2 separate regions of the Sus scrofa genome follow, and region 2 is linked to region 1. Evidence: chromatin contacts called from public HiChIP or PLAC-seq data. All regions are on one chromosome and are shown on one strand. The core of a region is the stretch at or near the end of the contact, and the rest is flanking DNA. Distances in the headings are between cores, read along the strand shown. Region 1 has its middle 16 kb from the start of GK. Region 2 overlaps GK (glycerol kinase).

Region 1 (4,823 bases), core at 712-3,211:
TGGTAATTGCAGTTTTCACATTTTACTGAGGGTGGCAATGCTGATCTCTGTAGAGACCAGAATTTTTGGAATTACACCTTCTTGTTAGATTTTACCCTTATTACCTCCTTAAATGTATACAGATACAAATATACATGCATATATATATGCACATGTATTTTTTGGCCATGTCCATAGCATGTGGAAGTTCCCAGGCCAGGGATCAAACTTTTCCCACAGTGGTGACCCAAGCTGCTGCAGTGACAACACTGGATCCTTAATCCACTGTGCCCCAAGAGAACTACCTGCACATGTATATTTTTAAGAGGAAATGAAGTAAATCTTTGTTTTGAGTTAGAATATAGTAATATCCTATTATTCTTTTAAAAAGTGCACCATTGGAAGTTGCCATTGTGGCACAGCAGAAACGAATCTGACTAGTATCCATGAGGATACAGGTTCCATCCCTGACCTCGCTCAGTAGATCAGGGACCTGGCGTTGCCAGGAGCTGTGGTGTAGTTTGCAGAAGACAGGGCTTGGATCCCAAGTTGCTGTGGCTGTGGTGTAGGCTGGCAGCTGTAGCTATGATTTGACCCCTAGCCTGAGAACTTCCATATGCTGCGGGTATGGCTGTAAAAAGCAAAAAAAAAAAAAAAAAAAAAAAAAAAAGATCACCATTGGGATGTCACTTGTACTGAGGTTAGAATTTCAGTCAGATGATTTGTGCAATTCTAAAATACTTCTTTACACTTGAATGTTATGACATTCTTGTTGGCTTCCATTACTGCATCCACATCCGTTCTTTAAGTAGGTTAGAGGTCATTCTTCACCTCCACCCTTTTTACTGTCTCGATGCAAGGCAGTATCAACCATCGAAAGTAGAGGAGAACGTAGGAAGGAATTAAGACCCTCTGGTTTGCCAACTAGATATTGCATTTTGTATACTTTATTAAGTAGAGTTAGTCTTGGGCAAAAACTATGTCATTTATCCTTCAGCTCCTGACTTTTCTTCTGCAGCGTCTCTTTGACCTTTTGCCCAGTTCCCTCCAATCAGGAGGAGCCAGATCTGAGAGGCAGAATATAGAGGAAAGAGCATGGATTTGGCATCAGAATATCCATGTTGTCACCCTTACTCTGCCACTTTGAATTCTGTCGATTTTGGGTTTATCATTTAAAGCGTGAGCCTGGTTTCCTCATTTATAAATTGCAGTGGATAATAGCTTATTGAAGGTTACCAGAAGATATGACACAATAGGTACATTTTTCTGTAATTAGTACATTTTGGTTATTAATTTACCAAGATCTAAAGATAAATATTTAATGTATTGATCCTTACAGCAATTTGAGAGTAATCCCAGGGTCTTTGCACATGCTGCTAACTCTGCTTGAATGATTTCTGCCCTTTACCTTCAGGATTCTGACTCTAGAAGGCTGGTTAGAGTTCCCTTCTTAGAGGGTCCATAATATTTATGCTTACTTTTATTTAGTCTTTACCACATGCTTCAATTCCCATTTATCTGTGTACATAGCCCTCTAGACTAACTAGTCTTTTGAGGGCAGAGACTTTGAGAACAAGAGTCTTTATAGGTCCAGGTAAAACATAGAACGTCCAATAGATAACTAACACAAAGAGAAGCGGAGGAAAAGAATGGATAAAATAAGCACAGGAAAAATCATTATACAAGGCTGACTGTGATCTGTTTTCTGGGAGTTAAAGTAAGAATGTGTCATATATTCTTGAGGAATCCATTTCATAGAAGAAATGGAATTGGAGAGAGGCCTTGAAGGATGGGAATAATTCAATAAGAAAAAATTGGAAAGACATCATCCTAGATGGCAAGAAGAGCACAGTCAATGGCACAGAATAGGGAAGGAGCAGGATATCTTTGGGGAACAGAAAGTGGCTCCTTGGCAGTAGTTAGAGTACACATGGGGAAGTTATGGGGGATGAGGCTGCAGAAATAAATAGGAGCTTCCTCTGAATTCAGAGATGAGGAAGTTTTAAAGAGTTTCCACTGCTCCTTGGCCAATGTCCATTTCTTCCCCTAAGTGCTCGGAACAAGCTCCTCCCCCATTTCTCCTAATGCTGACAGTCAGAGCACAGCCTCTTTTCCACCATTAGTACCTCGCTTGTATTGGGAGCCTCTTCTGGGGCTATCAGCGTAAACCCCTACTAATGATTTACTTTAATTGCCTCTTCTTCCTACCATCATTTTACACTAACTGGGTCTTCTGACTTCATTACCCTGATATCTACTCCTTAAAAAACCAAATTTATGGGTATGAGCCTGCTCTGAATTTTTTTATTTTGTCTTTTTAGGGCTGCACCTGTGGCAGATAGAGGTTCCCAGGCTAGGGTTCCAATTGGAGCTGAAACCGCTGGCCTACACCACAGCCATAGCAACAAGGGATCCAAGCTGTGTCTGAGACCTACACCACAGCTCATGGCAGCACCAGATCCCCAACCTACTAAGCCAGGCCAGGGATTGAACCCACATCTTTATATATGCTAGTCAAGTTTGTTAACTGCTGAGCCATGACAGGAACTCCCTGAATTTTTTTTTAATTTTAATATAATTTTTCACATGATCCACACATGACACATTAAGAACCAGACAAAGTAGATCATGATAATCTATGGCTGCAAGTTGGGGGCTGGATACAGTGGATGCACAAGAGAGAAAAAGCGTTGCGAGTTATCAGAATTAGTCCACGTTGGGTTTTTTTTTTTTTTCCTTGCCAGGCCTTGAGGACCTTCAATAATAACCTTTCATCTCAGGCCCTAGCCAAGCCTGACCAAAGCAGACTTTCTGGGGCCTGAATAGTCTTGTGCTATTAGCTTTGGGCCAGTGCTTGCTGTTATGCTGCCAGCTTGACTCTGATGGTTCTATGTTGGTCACACATATTTCTCTATATATCTTTGTTGCTTTCCTGATGTGCACGGCCATTTTCCCATTAGCTCTGCCCTGAACAACCTGGCTGGCCCTCACCTGTAGTGCCATGTCATGGCCCAGAGATTGCACCTATGGTACCATATTGAATTTCCTAGAATAATAGTATTGATCCAGAGCAAGCCCATATGTACCATATCCCTATGTCCTTTTGGCTGCTGATAATCTTAGAAGCCATCCTTCTAGACAAGTTAGTTCCTCTAGCCCCAGACCCATCTCTTCCTGATCTTCACCTTTAGCCACCACCACTACCATCTCTGCTGTTCCAAAGATACACAGATCAAGGACATAAAGATGGGAAAGTGGATAAGGTTGCATTACTAACCCCAATTTTTCAGCTCTATCTGCAAGCAGACACTTGTCATGGTCTCCTCATGGGTGGAATGGATTTCCCTACCCCTTGACTTTGGGCTTGGCCATGTACCTTGTATGGATAAATGATATCTGTGTGGAAGTGCCAGTATGACAGTTTCAAGCTTAGGCCTTAATAGGCCTTGCACATTTCCATTTGTTCTCTTGCACTTTTGCCATCACCATGAGATAAACATGCCTAAGAACAAGCAATCATACTAAACCAAGGAAGAAAATAATAAACATGGAGCAGAGTCATCATAGCCAATACACAACCAGCAGTGAGGAAAAGCATCACCCTTGCTGCCACAGCCTGAAACACAGTGTCCTGTGTCACCCATGCTGACTAGATCAGGGTGATCACTTGATAAAAGGGAAGTTTACTTATAAGCAGCAGGAATTGAGTTGAGCTAATCAATTTTTGAGGGTTTGTATTTGAAGAAGATTATAATTAATAAGGGATGGAGTCCTCTAGACTTGCAGACTGGGGTGTCATTTGGAGCTCTGTGGAACTTGCTAAATAATCAGAGAAAGCGAGCCTTCGAAATTAAGTAGGGGAGTTCCCGTCGTGGCGCAGTGGTTAACGAATCTGACTAGGAACCATGAGGTTGCGGGTTCGGTCCCTGCCCTTGCTCAGTGGGTTAACGATCCGGCGTTGCCGTGAGCTGTGGTTAGGTTGCAGACGCGGCTCGGATCCCGCGTTGCTGTGGCTCTGGTGTAGGCCGGTGGCTACAGCTCCGATTCAACCCCTAGCCTGGGAACCTCCATATGCCACGGGAGCAGCCCAAGAAATAGCAACAACAACAACAACAAAAGACAAAAAAGAAAAAAAAAAGAAATTAAGTAGGAAAACAGGACAGATGCTCAAAGAGTTGCTGAGAGGAGTCCCAGAGAGACAAAAAAAAAAATGATTAGCGTAAACTCAGTTCTCAGAGTCTTCCAGTGCCACCAAACATAAAGCCTGGTTGAGCTGCAGGACATGTATTTAAGAAGTTGTGTTTTGTCATTAAAACCATCCCTTACCTCCCACTTAGCATATGCACTTGTATGCATGTGCGTGTGCGCGCACGCGCGCGCACACACACACACAGAGTTTTATTTTTAGCTAACTTAAATGGATTTTGTTCCTTGTAACTAAACAACTGGACTAAGATGTTTTCTGTATTGAAGAGGAAAGATGGGTAAACAGCTGTGTGATTGGTATTCCCTCACACTGACAGAAAACCAAACTGATTGCATGTGAGACTGTGTATCATGTAGCTTTTGCTGTATAATAAACCATCTTGAAATTTAAGGGCTTAGAACAACAAAAGATTTTATTTAGCTCATAGTTGTGTGGATTATCTGTGATGATTGGAACATGTGTGATGGCTCTTCTGGTCTAGGCTGGGTGGGCTGAGGCTGAACATTCTAGGATAGCCTCACTCACATGTCCAGCATTTATTTAGCTAGTTTTTCTAGTAGACTCTTGGTAGCAGTAACTTCTCTCTGCTCCATGAGGTGTCTTATCCTCCAACAGGCTAGCCCAGTCTTTTCCACAT
Region 2 (4,823 bases), core at 799-3,298, 48 kb after region 1:
AGGGGGACAGAGGAGTAATTAGCTGGGAAAAGAAGCCACTAAGTAATGACAAGAATAGAGTCTACCTCCAATTTCACCCAGGAATACACTAAGGTATCCTATCTGCATGCACCTCTTCAGTTGAGAATATCAATGCAATATTAAATCTTAAGCCTCTGTGTCTTAAAACAGCACAAGGTGGGGTTGGTGGAAACAGAATCAGATTTTGACATGTCTTTGAGCTTCTTTGTCTTTGCTTATATCATAGCCTATGGGTTTTCTACTTTCCCCTCTGTCTCTGTGTTTTCTTCCTTCCTTGTCCCTTTCTCTTGTAAATCTCTGTCACTCTAGGCCTATACTTCTCCTCTTCATTTTCTCCCTTAGTAAATTATATAACTAATGAGCAGTACTTGTTGAGCAGACAAGCAAATGAGAGGGGCAGTCTACATTTCTTTTTTTTTTTTTTTTTGTCTTTTTTTGCTATTTCTTGGGCTGCTCCCTCGGCATATGGAGGTTCCCAGGCTAGTGGTTGAATCGGAGCTGCAGCCACCGGCCTATGCCAGAGCCACAGCAACGCTGGATCTGAGCCCCGTCTGCAATCTACACCACAGCTCATGGCAACGCCAGATCGTTAACCCACTAAGCAAGGCCAGGGACCGAACCCGCAACCTCATGGTTCCTAGTCGGATTCGTTAACCACTGCTCCACTACGGGAACTCCTCTTTTTTTTTTTTTTTTAATTGCTTTTTATGGGACTTTTTTTATGGTTCAGGGGACCTTAATATGCATTCTGCTCACTCACCCCCAGTACAGTAGCAGAGAAGAGAATTTCAGGGGCCTATTAGTAGACCTGAAATAGGCTTGGTGAAGACTGAGAAAGGCTCTTTGTTCTTCCTTGCAATAAAGGTGTGTTTGTCAACTGACATGTTTTATAACGGTACACTTAAAAGAGTAGGAAGTGTTTTAATATTATCCATTGAGGCACAGATGGCCTGTTTTAGAAGTTTTGTCTTATTTTAGAATCTCTGTGTGGAGTTGCCATCATGGTTCAGTGGTTAACTAGTATCCATGAGTACACGGGTTCAATCCCTGGCCTCGATCAGTGGGTTAAGGATCCAGCATTGCTATGAGCTGTGGTGTAGGTTGCAGACACAGCTCAGATCCCAAGTTGCTGTGGCTGTGGTGTAGATCAGCAGCTGCAGTTCCAGTTGAACCCCTAGCCTAGGAACCTCCATATGCTGCAGGTGCCGTCCTAAAGAACAAAAGAAAAAAGGAATCTGTGTGTTAATTCTGTGGTGAGTGAGGTGCACATTGGTTTGGTATCTAAAATGGAGGTAAAATGCTTCCCTGCTTCCCTGTCACTATGCCATGACTCAGCCATTTGCCATGATGGCCTTGCAGCAGCAGCAGTTTTGTAGCCCTGGATCTGAAGCTGGCCTTTGACTTATCTTTTTTTTTTTTTTTTTTTTTTTTTTTGGCTGTGTCCACAGCATGCCAAAGTTCCTAGGCCAGGAATCAAACCCACAACAGCAGTAATCAGAGCCACAGCAGTGACAACCCCAGATCCTTAACCTACTGAGCTACCGGGGACTCCATTGCCTATCATCAGTTTTCTCTGTCCCTCTGGCACTTTTCTCACTTCCCCCTTAGCACTATCTTCATCAGTATTTTCCAAAGAATTCCCTCCACCCCACTCTCCCGCCATTTTTCTAAGCCATTTCTTTCCAAAACCAACTTTTGTTAATGGTCTACAGACTTTGCTGTCTTGCAAGTAGTATTGAGGAAAAGATTTGGGTTTACAAAGCTGATGAAGAAGCACAAAGCTATATAGGTGGTTCATTTGTCAAGTGGGAAAAGGCTTGAATCACTGATATTTAGTATGTTTATATGCACAGTTCACTGATGCTGCCAGTGGAACCTTCTGGTCAAACTAGGATAGCGCAACTGTTTTCCCACTTTTTGTCCAGGTTTCATCATTCACCATCGAAGTTGATTGGTGTGTGTGGCTAGCCTAGTGCAATATGACTGTCATCCTGGTAGCTTCCTGTAGAGCACAATTCATGATTGAATATGAAAATATTATTTGTAATAAGGACTAATACCCATGGAGGCAAGAGTCACTGATTTGAGACCTTTAGTATACTAAAGAAAACCACCAACAAAAATGATGTGTCTCTGAATCATTATTCCTTGTATAAATGGTATTGCAACATTTTTTCTGAGGTGTTGGATTTAAAGTTCTCTATGACACATTTTATGCAGAGCGTGGCAGTTTTAAACCTTGGTCATCCTCTTTATTTCCCTTTTTTTTTAAATTTTTACTCATAGTTAACCCTGGGCCAGTGATTAAGCCTGGATAGTCATATGTTGATCTGAAGGAAACTTAAGTTCAATCCATTTATCTTTTCTGAAACTGTTTTAGAATATTAGCATGGAAGAAAACCATAAGATGGCAAACCAACTAAAACACCTGAGCACACTTGGCCTTAAACAACAAAGATGTAGTTTTATTTTTATTGTTTTTCTTTGGAAAGGAGGATGTTTTTTACTTTTGTGAAACCTAGAGTATTCAGCTTTATCAATACCAACTTATTTTCAGAAGTTCTCTTGTGGTGCAGCAGGTTAAGGATCTGCACCTTAACTTAAATTTAACTTAAATTGCTGCACCTATGGTGCAGGTCACAACTTCAGAGCAGGTTTGATCGATCCCTGGCCCAGGAACTTCCACATGCCATGGGTGCAGCCAGAACAAATCAACAACAACAAAATAATCCACTTTCATTTTTTCACGTCTCTTACTACACATTTTCTTTCTTTCTTCTTCTTTTTTTTTTTTTTTTGGAAAGCCATACATCTAGTTAAAAAGAAACTGAAGTTCATATTTGAGGTATTTTTTTCATATCTAATTAAGACTGAATTCATCCTATCTGTACCTGTATCATGGAGGTTTAATTTTGGATTCGGACTCTGCGTTCAAATTCTGCCTTTTCCATTTGCTACCATTCTATGCCTATTCCCTTGACAGTGAAGCTGGAGAAATTTCAAGGGTGGACCTTAAAATCTTGAGCTGAAGTACAGTGAGTTAGTACATGCAGAGCACTGAAAACAGTGCCTGGCTGACTAGAAGGCTTCAGCGAGTATTCACAACATGGCCACTGTTCTGAATTGGCTGATAGCCTTTTTTAGTCCAGGATTGCCAGGTGAAATGACTGGTTTATATCCGATGGGTGTTCTTATGGAAAATGCAGAGCCTACCTGGGATCACGCACATTCATGTCAGCCATTGGCATTTTGGCAGTAATACACCTAAGAGCTCAAATAGGTTTCAGCCCCCACATTTTGACATACATGTTTTAATTCACCACCTCCCCAACACTCCATTTTCCTTCCGGCCCCATCTGATTTCTGAAAATGTCATTATGAGGGACCGTCGTCGATAGTTTCTTCCCCTTTGCAAGTGACGTCTTAACCAGATTAATTAGTAGCGTTACTTGGCTAATGGTAACACGCAGCAATTAAATCTGGTTTACTTGATTTAACATCTCTTGCAGGGCAAACCACTTTGTGTAACTGTCAACAGCGCTTGTGTGTTCTATAACCTGGGACCTTACCTTGATCTCACTTTTTGTCAGGCCAGTAGCACCTCACCACGAACCATCCAGAATACATGTGTTATTTGCCTTTGCTTCTAGTCAACTGAAAATAATACAGATTAGTGTGTTTGTTCATTTTTTGTAGCATACATTTTGATCTATTGTCGTGACTCAACAAAACTGATGCCAACTTTTAATATCCTAAAGATGATTTTTTTCCCCTCTATACTGTTCTTACATTACTAAACTAACCTTGGTCCATGGGCTTTGAGGCAACTGCATTTTTCTTCACACCTCAAAATTTGTTTTCCAGAATGAACTAAATTAAATTTATTTGATTACAAGTTCAGATAACCTCAGTTGTTTTTTTAAAACTATGCATTTGATGGTCCAAACCATTTACATCTAATGTATTTGTTCTATATAAGGGACATGTGTTCTAGAAACAGGCTGCATGGTGTTCTGGTCTCTATTTTCCTTCTCATGTTTTTCCAAATCACTGTGGAACTTAGGAATTCCCTGTTCTCTAGACACGTTGTTCCTCTTTGTAGAGATGGACTTCACCTCCTGCCACCCTTCCAGGGAAGTGCTTTATGGGAGCCGAGCCTTCCCCAAACAGCCCTCCTACGTCTTCCTGCAAGTGGCCCCAGCAGAGATTGTAGCAGACTCCTTAGCATTCCTTCCAGACGTCCCTTAGGGGACATGCTCACTCACTGCATCACGCAGCCTTCCAATTCAGTGGTTGGATGAGCAGTCAATAACCAGCTGAGCCACTCTCCTAACTGGGATGCAGATATGTGGCCAGGTAGGGGAGAGTCATCCTGAACAAGAAACAGGTATTTACCTGGTTTTTGTCCAAACAGAAATGCGATTGAACCAGAGACTGACCAGACTGCCTCTATTCCCCTCCTACTTCTCTTCTTTTTCTATACTCAAATGTGTAGAAAAATGTTCATTCCAGTGAACTTGCCCATGTAACCTACCACCTCCTAAATGGTCAGCAAGAGGACGCAGACCTTGGATCTGGCCATCTCTAGCATGAATTGCCCTTATTTTTCCTAATGCTCCAGCTGCTCGAGTTTCTCCTGGCCCTTCAGATCCAGTTGCCGTTGTTCTCTCTGGCTCTTCAGTTCCAGCTGCTGGCACTTCCTCAGGTATTGGTGCTCTGGCTCTTCTCACTTCCCTGCCTTCCGACTCAGATATGTTGGGGGAAATTGAAGACACATGGGTGGAAATTGACTGCTGCTGCTG

What was found. HiChIP or PLAC-seq counts read pairs in DNA pulled down with a chosen protein or histone mark.
Region 2: a contact with region 1 is called in an H3K27ac HiChIP or PLAC-seq map of alveolar macrophages. The contact joins two enhancer-like sites. A contact is called at or near these places in 1 of 5 promoter capture datasets (liver), 1 of 47 Hi-C or Micro-C datasets (skeletal muscle) and 1 of 2 datasets of contacts at active chromatin or transcription factors (alveolar macrophages).

Annotation. Positions count from the first base shown.
Region 1 is chrX:26,452,055-26,456,877 of Sscrofa11.1, forward strand. No RefSeq gene overlaps it. Among named protein-coding and RNA genes, the nearest start is that of GK, 16 kb to the right of the region's middle. Within about 2 kb of position 1,962, at least 2 of the 83 cell types and tissues checked have an H3K27ac peak or open chromatin away from gene starts, as enhancers often do. A contact at or near this core is called in alveolar macrophages, where this site is marked.
Region 2 is chrX:26,500,358-26,505,180 of Sscrofa11.1, forward strand. All of the region lies in intron 4 of GK (glycerol kinase), which reads left to right. Among named protein-coding and RNA genes, the nearest start is that of GK, 32 kb to the left of the region's middle. Within about 2 kb of position 2,049, at least 2 of the 83 cell types and tissues checked have an H3K27ac peak or open chromatin away from gene starts, as enhancers often do. A contact at or near this core is called in alveolar macrophages, where this site is marked.